2 separate regions of the Mus musculus genome follow, and region 2 is linked to region 1. A link is a contact called in public HiChIP or PLAC-seq data. All regions are on one chromosome and are shown on one strand. Each heading gives the region's core, a stretch centred on a gene start, on an enhancer-like site or on the middle of the called end of the contact. The rest is flanking DNA. Distances are from core to core; before and after follow the strand shown. Region 1 holds the start of Lurap1l (leucine rich adaptor protein 1-like). Region 2 has its middle 61 kb from the start of Lurap1l.

Region 1 (6,141 bases), core at 1,284-3,783:
CCCGCGGTTCTCAACCTTTCTGATGCGTCCAACCTCATGTTGTGGTGATCCTAAACTATAAAATTATTTCGTTCCTATTTAATAACTGTAATTTTGTTTCAATGCAATCTATCTGATATGTGATGGGGTCTGGACCCACCTCTTCCTAGACCAGTAGTAACTTTGAACTTGGTAGATGTTTCAGATGCTCAGAGTCTAAGAAATCTCACCTCCTTTATTTTTTTATTGCATATTTCAGACCTCAATACTTACTAAGACATGGTAACTATGTAATAAATATTTGTAGTGATTAACATGTATTTAGGCAGCGAAATATGAATAATAATAAAAATAATTTGCAATGCACAAAGTATATTATACATATATACATATTCAGTTACATGTAGAAATATACATATATTTCAATATGTGGAACCTTTTCAAGTGGTAAGCTACTACGGGAGACATAAAGGCTTCAAGTAGACCAGGTTTAGAGGTCTAGCGAGGGTCTTTAAAGTGATATTCTATAGTCTTTTAATAGGTCATGATCTCTGAAGACTGTCATTTGGCTTGGAATTTATCTCTGAGGTCTCCCTATCACAGAAAATAAAAATGGAAGGAATCTTAGATGTGAACCCCCAGCAGGCTACTTTTGTAGGAAGCCCTTCAACACTCCCCCTCCCCCTGTTGAAATTTTCCTCCTCTCTAAGTTGGTAGAAAATGTAATTGGTTTGTGGCCATTTGCTTCAAAAGGCTTAGAAAGAGATAATTTCTTCCAATCAGCTCATCATTGTAAAGATCACAAACTGAGATCTGTAAAGGCCAAGACTCGCCCAAGAGCTCAAGGCAAATGAATGAATGCTTTAGTGTAAACACATCCGGAATAACGAGTCTTAGACCTACTTGACCCATTGTCCTAATCCGAGGTTCACAGAAATGGTAGAGAAAACAAGTGCTGATTGAGAACTAGAGGAAAGGGTAGGAGGCAGTCATTAGCAAATCCCTGGGCTGGGGTCACCTGCTCTCCAGGATCAAAACAGTGAAACAAGCCATTCACAAGCACATCAAGGGCGAGGAGCCATTGTTTTCAGAACCAGCTGTGGCGAATCTACTGAACAGTGGCCTTGGGACAGCTGCAGCTGCTGCAAGGGGAGGGTGGAGGAGAGCAAACTACAGCAGGCTGCAAGGACCCCGCCGCGCCACCTCCCGGCCAGCTGGGAGGCATTTCTGCGCTAAGTGCATTGGACTAAACCACCCTTTGAACCAAGGCAAAACATAAACGGCTCACAGCAGGCCCAGATCCGCGCAGTAACTGCCGGCCTTTAGCAGGCTAGTGCGGGAGAATCCGCGGCTGGCAGCTGCAGAGTGGTGCGCAGGGAGTAGCTCTATCAGAAAGTAGAGCCGAATGAGCTGCCAGGGCACCCCGTGACCGAGCAAAGTCCTCAGGGTTCAAGCTTAGCTGTAGCCGAGTCCAGAGGCGCGCTCCCGCACACCTCCTCCCAGCTTCTCCCCCCCCCCCCCCCCCCGCTCCTGTGCCACCCTCTCGGGTCCCAGGCCCCGGGTCCCCAAGTCGCCTCTGACGCATCACACTCACCATCTCCTGTCTGAGGATGTGCAGTTTGGTCTCTAACCTCTCCAGGGCGCTGGGGTGGCTACGTCGTGGAGAGCCAGAGGCAGGGGAGGATGACGACGAGGAGGACACGGAGGGCGCAAAGCTGCTGCAGCTACTGCTGCTGCTGCAGCTCCCACCAACCCCGCTGGGGTCCGCAGCCCCTTCCCGAGGCGCCAGCTCCTCCCCGCGCAGCGAGCGCGCTAGGCTCTCGGGCACTTTGCGCCCCAGCTTCAGCTCGATGTCTCTGAGGTCTGGCAGCGGGCTGTCTTCCATGACTCTTTGCGAGGGGCGACACTGACAGTAAAGGCAGAGGGCGCGAGGAGGCGGCGGCGGCGGCCTGGCGGACTCCGGAGCTCAGTACTGGGCTCCTCTGGCCGGGCCTGAGTCCCCGCGGTCGCCCGTGCGCTCCATGCCCCGGGCGCAGTCGGCAGATCTGCACCCGGCTGCAGTTTCAGGCTCTGCCGCTCCACAGCCAGCAAGATTAGCCAGATCGCTTCATTCCTTTCCTAGCTGGCCACTCCACCGCCAAGTTGAGTTAATTGATACTGCAGAGAAGAAGGGCAAAAGCTAGTACGTTATACCGAGAGACCCAAGAGAGAAATGGAACCTGCTCGATGCGGGGAAATTCCCATTTCAAACTGTCCATTCACATCCCAGCGCGGTTCACGGTGCCCATCTGGTATTACACCACACAGAATAACGAGGTGGCCACACTCCCGGGTCGTTTCATTTTCCAGCCATATGTCGCCAAGGATCAGACTATCTTAGACGGTCAGGAAAAAAAAAAAAAAATCTGATCAATGAAAGAAGTGGGTTCGTCCTGTGTGTAGGCGGTGTAGGCGCATTTTAGAAAGAAAAAAGAAAAAGACACGGTTAGCTTAGCTGGGGTTCAAGGGCTTCCTGGTTGCTGCAGCAGTGTCCTTTCCTTTTAGTCGGTCTCATCCAAGTCATTGTGTTCCTCCGAGCCTCGGAAACTTTAAACTCGACTGGCAGGTGGACCAAAGCAGAGCCAACCCCTGTACCGTATGTCACAGACAAGAAGGGCAGCAAAATCTTCCCAACCCTGATGTTAAGAAACTGAAATGCAAATCCTGCCTCAGCTGAGCATACCCATATTAGGTTACTAAGTTAAAAGTTGCCCTGCTGAAGTCCCCTGACAGCTACAACCTGTAGAACACATTTTTAACATTAGAGGCAGAAGAATGGCTAAATTTTATGTCGTTTTCCACCCCCCCCCCCAACTTTCCTAAAAGCCAATTACACATAGCATTAGAATTCTTGCCCAATAACTCCACAAAGAACGGAGAAATTCAATCGATAAATAGTTCAGTGAAGTTGAACAAATTTTTATGTACTATTTGATTCGCAAAATATTCAGTATTATTAATGTGTTTGATGTTAAAAAATGCATTTAAGCCGTGCAGTGGTGGCACACGCCTTTAATCCCAGCACTTAGAGGCAGAGGCAGAGGCAGAGGCAGAGGCAGAGGCAGAGGCAGAGGCAGAGGCAGAGGCAGAGGCAGAGGCAGAGGCAAGTGGATTTCTGAGTTCGAGGCCAGCCTGGTCTACAGAGTGAGTTCCAAGACAGCTACATCTATACAGAGAAACCCTGTCTCAAAAATTAAAAAAAAAATGCATTTAAACAATAAAAATTTTAAGAAAAAAATGGTTCAGTGAAAATGTACAAGAAGATATAATTGTGTTGCCAATATTCCAGCATACTACCCCAAGCAGAAATGAAGAACAGAATAACCAGAGCATGTATGTGTTTGTATATATATATATAAATACTGAGGGGGCAGGAGAATTTTAAATGGAAGAAATTGCTGAAGCATTCCTCTTTAATTATGGAAGAAAAACTCTGAGAGTAACTAGTGAAATCATACTTGTTTTCTTTGATAATTTCTATATAATTTGCTGCTATTTAGGAAGAACCACAACTTTGTAAACCATTAATCTAGAATACATCTACCAAGTAAATCAGCAACAAGTACATAGATTATAAGATTGCTTGAACATTGTATTTGTGTCAGTGAGAGTTGAGAATAGTATTTTCAACCCACCAAACTATAATTTTAGGTTTCCATTGAAGTATTTCCAATACTTTTTGTCTGGGACCTACTCATTTGTGTCCTCTGTTCCTCTGGCCTCCTTTCCCATTCAGCTTTTCCATTCCAAACAACATAGATAAATGGAGTTTGGAGTTTGTTCATGTCATCTTCACATCCAAGAAACCTTAAAAGGAGAAAAAGCAGAGACTTTCTGAAGGAAATATCTCATGGCAGGGAAAACGTTGCTGAAATTGTCTTGTCAATAAGCCAGACCTTTGCATGTGTTAAAACTGTTTTTAAAAGGAAAAAAGGAAAAAAAAATTAAATGTTGTAAGTTAGGTGGCTCATTTCAAAATCAGAACTACCATTTATGGAATCAAAGAGGGACCAACTTAAATCGCAACTCTCCCATAAAACTGCATGCATTGTTTGAAAGCTGGCAAACCACAAGTTCATTGCATGAGGATTGCACTGTGGCATGTAATTATGGACGCTTCTCATTTGAGTCACGGACAGCTTTTTATTATAAACTGTACAAAGTCCAATTCAGAGCTGAATGCAAAGTAAACCCCAAGGATTCAATACCTAGTTAGATCTTCGTTGGACAAGTCATTTTCCAGTTATCATCAGTGAAGTGCCTATCTGTAACTAAGACAGAAGTTGACCTTATAATAAAAAGAGTATGATGGCCGGGTGGTGGAGGAAGATCCCTTAAATCCCAGCACTCAGGAGGGAGAGGCAGGAAGATCTTGGAGCTGGAGGCCAGCCTGGTCTCCAGAGCAAATTCCAGGACTGCCGGATATACACTAAGAAATCCTGTTTGGAAACAAACAAACAAGTAGATTGCATATAGTTAACATTTTGTTCTTGTGAAATGTAAAACACATTTAAGCATTTAAAGAAAATCTTCGTTATGTTGTTTTTAAAGTGTTCTTTATGATGTCTTATGATATATTTGTTTAAAATGGAAATGTTTTGAATGCCAGTTTGGGGAACAATTTAGAACTATAATCCTTACTAGGCCTAAAATAGAATATGGTAGACTTTTCTTCTCTGTGGTTTGATATGATGATATTTCTCATTCCAAATTTCTGAAAATTGGATTTTTTAAGTTTTAGTCTTGAGTACATTTTCTGTTCATCTTCAAGATGTATATATATGTATCTCTGAGGAAATGTATGAGAGGGTTGGCCAGTAGCCCGTGCCTTGATGTGGGAAATAAGACATAAGCTGCCATAGTGAGATCTAGATGGGCAGTGGGCAGGATATAGCGTCCCCAGCAGTGCAAGAGGGAAACCAGGGAGAAGAAAGCAGACAAGGAGAGACACACCCTGACCACACTCTTTTAACGGCTCCCTGCCCATTCCTACTTATCCAGTGCAGTGCTTGCCAGTGCACTGTGTTTACCCAGGCCTAATGTCCTGAAACAGAACTGTAAAAACATTGGGTTTGTGTGTGGCAGTTTTTACGCTTTAGTAGGTGATAGGTCTGGGGACTGCATTGGTTCTGACTTACATTAGTCTTTCTACTTTATTAAGATGCATACGCGAATAAGAATGGATGTTAAAGTATGGAAAATAGAAAGACTGAACTTCCTCTCCTGTCAGGTTGTGTTCACAGAGAAGAAAGGAGGCCTCTTATTTATTATAGAAAATCCCTGTTGGTTGATTAAATAGGAACATTTTTGACTCAGATGACACAATCTCAAAGAATGCGCTGGTCACATCAAACTGAGGTGAGGCGCACTTCTTCCATTCCTCCATAAGAGCTCAGAGCAGGTGGCGAGGGGGTTGAGGAGGGGGGAGAACCTCAGAGCAACAGCAGACTCAGCAGGACTTGACTGTGTGGGTAGCACCACTCCTTTCTTAGTGGGCTGCTGGCATTTTGGTTAAACAAGAACACCCTACAACCTTTGCTCTGGCAGTGACTGAAAGTCTGCCCGTTCCCAGCTCCTGCTGGCACAGAGTTCAAGGACTTAGGCAGTCTCTACCTGAGACTCCACTCCCCACAGTGCAACAGAAAATCAAGCTGCCAGCAGGGTCAAATTACCCTTAAGAGTTTTAGGAAGTAACTATTTAATAGGTATCATGTTCTTTGGATCTTTTATTTAAAAGTGTAGAGCTGCTGTGGCTATAAATATTTGTGTCCAGCTTATAGGCGGAACAAGGAAGGTATCATGGCAGAGCTAAAGAATGTTGACCTTACCCATATATAGGAGAATTATATGTCTAGTAAAGCCATGGAAGTTTTATCTGGCCCATTTATAACACCATTAAATGGCCTAATGATTTTGTTGCTGGTTTAGATCTGTTTATCCTGTAGCATCATTGAGTTTACTACCAACTTGAGGAAGTTGTGCATGTGACAGCTATAACTATTGTCATCTATCTATCTATCTATCTATCTATCTCTATCTATTGTCATCTATCTATATATCTACTTACTTTCCTGTTTATGTTTTACCTTCTGTGTATCTGAAATATTTCTCTCTAAAGAGTAC
Region 2 (6,141 bases), core at 1,703-4,202, 61 kb before region 1:
CAGGAAAACACTCCTTCATGTGTTTGTCCCAGAAAAAACACCATCCAATACAACTAACTTTCCAAAGAAACCTTAAGTTTCCACTTCACAGCCGAGTGAAGGCTTCCAGTGGTTTCTTTTATTTTCTCTCTTATTCTTTGTGAAACATTTAGATTTTTCTCTGGTTTTAAGCAGATTATGTTAACAAAACAAGGCACAACTTATGAAAAAAAAACTATAACCGGTTATATGGGACTTAGGTGATAAAAATAAGGATATTTAATCCACTGTGCTAGTGTAAAGGGGAAAAAACTACCCAAGGTCCCCTTGTGAAATACTAAATAGTATGTGATTACTAGAATATTCTGAGTCAGGCAGTGGTGGCGCATGCCTTTAATCCCAGCACTTGGGAGGCAGAGGCAGAGACAGGCAGATTTCTGAGTTTGAGGCCAGCCTGGTCTACAGAGTGCTTTCCAGAACAGCCAGGGCTATACAGAGCAACCCTGTCTCGAAAAAACAATACAAAACAATCAAACAAACAAAAAAGAAATTTCTGATAAATAGGATACCAAGTAGATAATCCATTTCTCTTCAACTTTGAAATTACACAGCAGACTAGGTGCTAGAATTTCTTTCCTACTTATCCTTTCATATCTAAAATTTTTTAATGAACATTGCCCTTCACATCAGGCAGCATTCTCCATCCAATAGAGCAGAACCTGTGCACAGAGACATAGAATGATAAAATGGAACTAGTGTCCTTATGTGATCAAAGAATGGATGCTCTAGTAATGGCTGCCTACATGCTGTAGAGTCAGAGAACCACTTAGCAGCCAGTAAAATGCTAGATGGCCCAAAGAAGACAGATCAATGATGTTGTCTCTTTGAGAGCTGAAGGCCTGAAAGCTGCCTAAGGAGTTTTTGGCATGAGCCCATCAGAAGTTGGTGAGTCAGATATCCCACAGGAGCAGGGGCAGCATCAGATACACTAAAAAGAATGGACCTTGCATTGGGTTGGTTACCTTTCTCTTCTTTCTACTTTTGTTCCACACACACTTTACTATTGGGTGGTACCTGCCATTTGTATGATTGGTAATTTCCCTGGGATGTTCTTGATGTCCATCCTCTCACAGACACATCTAGAACTGTGGTTTACTAATGCTATAGACATAATTTACTTGGATCAAGCTGACAGTCAAGATTAACTATTCCAACTTCCATTAGTCTACAAGGCTTTTCATTGTCTTTACCAGCCAGACTCTTGAATTATATTTCCTATCACTTATATTTTAGGCGGCCTGTATGCTTGAGAGTCAGAGAAACTTTTAGCTGCTCAGTCAATTGCTAGACTACTCAAAGAAAGAATGGCCAATGAAGCCTGAAAAATGTCTAAGGAGTCTCTGCTATGAGCCCATCAGAAGATGATAAAGCTAGTGTAAGATATATTATCATGGTCAAATTCACTGTGATGTAACTCTATCACATTTCCTGATAACATAAGAATGAATGCCCACCAACAATTTAGAGACACACAAAAGTCACCTCAGGAGCCATGTCTTCACTAAACAACATTTCTAATATTAGTTTTTAAATCAATACATATTATTTCGTTTATGTTTGATTATTATATATTCATGGCATGTGGTTCTATATTTCATAGGGACATTTTCATTCATGTATATATTTAGTTATCTCTTTAGTATGGTGCTGTAGTTCCCTCTATTTGACATTAATACAATGCATATGGTATAATTTTCATATTAAATTTAATGATCTCTATTTTCACTCTGTCTTATTATTTCATAGTAGACTGAAGAAAACCTGGTATCTCAGTGTTTAAAATTATGAAGCTATTAAGTAGCAAAATCACCAGACATGATATATTCAGATGTGTAGGTCTATCTCACTATTGAGGAATTATTCCAAATAATGTAAAAGTTATGAGCCTTACTCCAAATTCTATTTCCTAAAGTTTAAGCAGAGTCTTTAAAATCTACTAATTAAAGATTCATTTATTTTATATGTGTGAGTACACTGTCACTATCTTCAGACATACCAGAAGAGAGCTTCAGATCAGATCCCATTATAGATGGTTGTGAGCCACTATGTGGTTGCTAAGAATTGAACTCAAGACCTCTTCAAGAGAAGCCAGTGCTTAACCACCAAGCAATCTCTCCAGCCTTCAAACTCCATTAAAAATAAAAAGCTATAAAATCTAATTTTCTTCAAGTTCAGGAGGTGGGAGTAGGGGGGACCTTCTAGAACATACCAGAGACCTGGGAGATAAGAGATTCTCAGGTCTCAAAGGGAGGGATCTTAAATGAAATGCCCAGCTGTAGGGAGAGAGAACTTGTAGAGTCCATTTCCAGTAGAAAGACAGGTCATCAAGTAGAGGAACAGTGTTACCATCTGTCTTCAGGTTTTACTGCTGTGAACAGACACCATGACCAAGGCAAGTCTTATAAAGAACAACATTTAATTGAGGCTAATTTAAAAGTTCTGAGGTTCAGTCCAGCCAGTATCATCAAGGCGGGAACATGGCAGAATCCACCTCACCCTTGAGAGACATGAGGCCCCGGGAATTGGGAAGACCTGGTGGGGTGGGGAGGGATTAGAGGGCTGAGGACATCCTCTTGGAGACAGGGGAAAAGGATGGGATGAGAAACTGTTGGAGGGTGGACTGGGAGAGGGAAAACAACTGGACCATAAAAAAAAAATAAAGATTTAAAAAAAAAATCTACTAAATCTAACTAAACAGTATAGATTGAATCTGAACTTTCTTTGTACCTTTTCTAAACATAGGTTCTTCTATTAAGTTTTTCCAATGGAAAAGCACAATTTTATTCAGCCAGATTAAAATCAATCTTGGTGCATGATCTTTGAGGAAGTTCTAAATCTGGCTCATTCCATTCTAGTGAATCAACTTAAACACAATGTACTTGAGAACAGGGATGAGCCAGCACATTTTGGCTTTTATTCCCTTTGAGTCATGCTGTGTATAACAAAGGCCACAAGCTTTCTGCACAGATCCTTGCCCCTCTCTTGGACACAAATGGAGAGTAAGATGCAGATTCCAAACGTCTGTGGTTTTCTTCCTTACCTGTACCTGGTACTGAGATGAATAACAGCATTTGTGTTCTGACATTCACATGACCAGAAGAAGAAGAGATTGCAACATTGAAGGAAATTATGCTTTTCTCCCTCTTTGATTTAAACTTTGAGTGAAGCATGTTGGCTAAAATAGTTTTGGAGCTTGAGAGTTGATTTCAAGGTTAAGAGAACTTGTGCTACATTTATGCAAAAGCACTCCTCTTGTTCCTAAGATGTATCACTCCCTGCATACTGTTATGACAAACGGACATCTACAGGACAAAAAAAAATAATATCTTTTGATTCTAGAAGATGGGAAGTTAAAGAATAATGTTCACAGAGGTTAGGTGTTTCCTTGCTCCTAGATAAAGATCTTTCATAATAATCTCACTCTATTACAGAATCAAAAGAGCTATGGCTTCCTGATGCACTGTCCAATCAACTTACCTCTAAGTATCTTCCTGTGGAGTATATTGCAACATATTAATGTGAGAAGAAAACAATCTTGAGCATGTGGCTGTAATGGAAAACCTCCTCAACTTTATTGTCTTGACTCATGGTAGCAAGGAGCACAGCTAAGAAATCATAATGAAAAAGGAGTCCAGGAAGCAAGAGAGGTAAGAGCAAAATATCAGATAGGAGTATAAATTCTGCACAGACTGCTAGCTGGTTGTTGCATGAAGATTTGTTCCAAGATAAACAGTGCTCTCAGCTCCCTCTTGGCTTCCCTTTTGTTTTACCTGCCTTTAGCTCTGGGAGGTAACTGTACTACCAGTCCTCTCTCAACTTCCCCCAATCCATGGATAAAACATATAAACACAGTTTGTTCTTTTATAACTTGCCTTCTTGGCACAATTGCTGGGCACTGGTATTTCCCACCTGGAAAAGCTTGCCCTTATCAATTTATTATCTCTGTCTCTGCACCAGCCCTAAACTTCAGTGGGTAGTCCCATCTAACACCTGTCAAACATACTCAGTCCCAACCTATAGTTGTGGCCACAGGTCCCAAATCTCCCCACCCCCAGGGACCTCACGTGGTTGCTGTGTTCGTCTCCCTCTAAAGCATGGCAGAAACTCCTCTCTCCTTCTTTTTGTCTGCCTTTTCCTCCTGGGACCCAGAAGTCCTGTCTGTACCTTTTGCACAGCAATCAGCCCCCAGCTTTCTTTACTGACAAATCAAGAACCAGTGGGGACCAGGTCCTTAGCATCATAACTGTTCCCTACACCTCACCTTGTCTGTCACATTTTCAAAATCAAAATCTTCTCCCAGACATAAATTGAACAAAACCCTAACAACCATGTAAATTACACAGTATTACAAATGACATCCAGTCCATCATATTTGTCAACTAGGTAAAGTGCTCTACCATCATTCCTAACTGAAAGAGTTATGATTCTATCCCTAGATTATGTTTAGATTTTAGCCTGTAATGCCACCTGAAAATCATGTCGTCTACTCTACAAACTCTTTCTTTCAATGTTAAACAACTCAAGTTTGATTATAAACTAAAACTAGTTTGCAACCTCATCAGAAATCTGAGAAAAACTTAAGCATTACTTGGGTATGTAGAAAATATCAAATATCAAAATAGCTTCTCAGATAAATGTAGAGACAGCTAGCTACAAAGACAGACCTGTAATTCCTGTAAATCTTGGAGTGTCAGTTTGGCCTTATGGATCAGGATCATCTGACAACTTTTGCAAAGCAGAATTAAGGACTCTTCACTCCGTCTCAGCAAAGCCAGCAGTCAACTATTCTGTATAATATGTTCTTTACACGGACAGTATTAGTCTGCAGATGAAATAGGCAATTTTTGCTCAGTGACTACCTTGCCACACTAAGCAACCTGGCCTGGAGGTGAAGATGCTCAATGTCTTCTTTGTACCAACAAGGGGGTGCTATCAGTAGTAGATATGTCTCACTGTCAAACGATTAAATAACATTAAATGTCACATTCTGTGGATAGCTGACAGTTTTGAAGAAATATATATATAATTTATATATAATTATAAATTATAATTAAATCATAATCTAACACAACTATGCTCTCTGTCCCTTAACTCTCATTGCTCAATCATTTAAAAACATTTTGTAATAGCAGTTCTAGAATTATAGAATGGCTGGACCTAAGCTTTGTGTTTTTAAATGCATTGCTTAGGCACAATGCCTATCTAAGCTTAATAATATTAATCCCTACAGGCAACAGCTTGCTGTTCACTTACACAGTGCGGAGAGTTAGTAAAGAACTGGACCAACCTATATCAAAACCTAACCCTGAAAGCCTATCCTGCAGCAGATGAGTTTAGACCAGGTGGCTGTCAAGTGGCAGAATGCAGATACCATGATAAGTGGAGAGGCCAAAGAAAGCCGGTTGATATGCTAAAAATATAAAGGAGATTTAAAAAATTCCACAGGAATGGTATGTTCCCAGTATAGAATAAACTTCTGCCCAAGTCCCTGAATGCCTGTAATACTGAAACTGCTGAAACATAAATTTGAAGAGAGACTGCAAATAAACACAATAGGAGAGGTGTGATATGCAGTTTGTACTAGGCAAGATAACTCTGCTGGACAAAAATATGACCCAAAAGAATACCGAGTTGCCACTCCACCTTTTATCTACCATGTCCAATTCCAATTATACATCACTGGACTTACATAGAAACAGGAAGCTTTGAGTCAACTCAAAAACTAAAAAGGAGTAAATGGAAAGTGATTCAGGGTCAACAAACTTTGTTTAGTAGAAATTTCCCAATAAAATGAAAAATGTTCATAGATATATTGAAAGAATTAAAAATGTGTACTAACAGAAGTGGCTTTTAAGGATTAAACTACTGAAATCATTTGAGTTACATTTTGTTTTAGTTCTTGTTCTGCTAGTGTAGTTGGCAAAAGCAATTTAAGGAGGAAGGGGTTTATTTGGTTCACAATTTCAAGTTACAAAGCTGTTATTTTGAGTGAGTCAGGGTGGCAAAAATGAAGCTGCTAGTTACATATGTATAGGAATTCTAATTCAGCAACATGGCTGCTCTGAGAAGACATCACATCCAAAGACCTTCTAGGTATGTGTT

The links. HiChIP or PLAC-seq counts read pairs in DNA pulled down with a chosen protein or histone mark.
Region 2: a contact with region 1 is called in a CTCF HiChIP or PLAC-seq map of the NIH/3T3 cell line, with 30 read pairs. The contact joins the enhancer-like site here to the promoter of Lurap1l in region 1. A contact is called at or near these places in 1 of 39 promoter capture datasets (macrophages), 2 of 15 datasets of contacts at CTCF or cohesin (both in the NIH/3T3 cell line), 3 of 484 Hi-C or Micro-C datasets (the C2C12 cell line, nephron progenitors and uterus), 3 of 115 datasets of contacts at active chromatin or transcription factors (the 3134 cell line and embryonic stem cells) and 2 of 9 other capture datasets (adipose tissue and pancreatic islet).

What each region holds. Positions count from the first base shown.
Region 1 is chr4:80,907,078-80,913,218 of GRCm38.p6, reverse strand. Lurap1l (leucine rich adaptor protein 1-like) reads right to left here and starts at 2,533. Exons shown (of 2, transcript NM_026821.5): 1 at 1,574-2,533. The coding sequence starts at 1,864.
Region 2 is chr4:80,968,867-80,975,007 of GRCm38.p6, reverse strand. No RefSeq gene overlaps it. Among named protein-coding and RNA genes, the nearest start is that of Lurap1l, 61 kb to the right of the region's middle. Within about 2 kb of position 2,952, at least 45 of the 459 cell types and tissues checked have an H3K27ac peak or open chromatin away from gene starts, as enhancers often do. A contact at or near this core is called in the C2C12 cell line and the NIH/3T3 cell line, where this site is marked.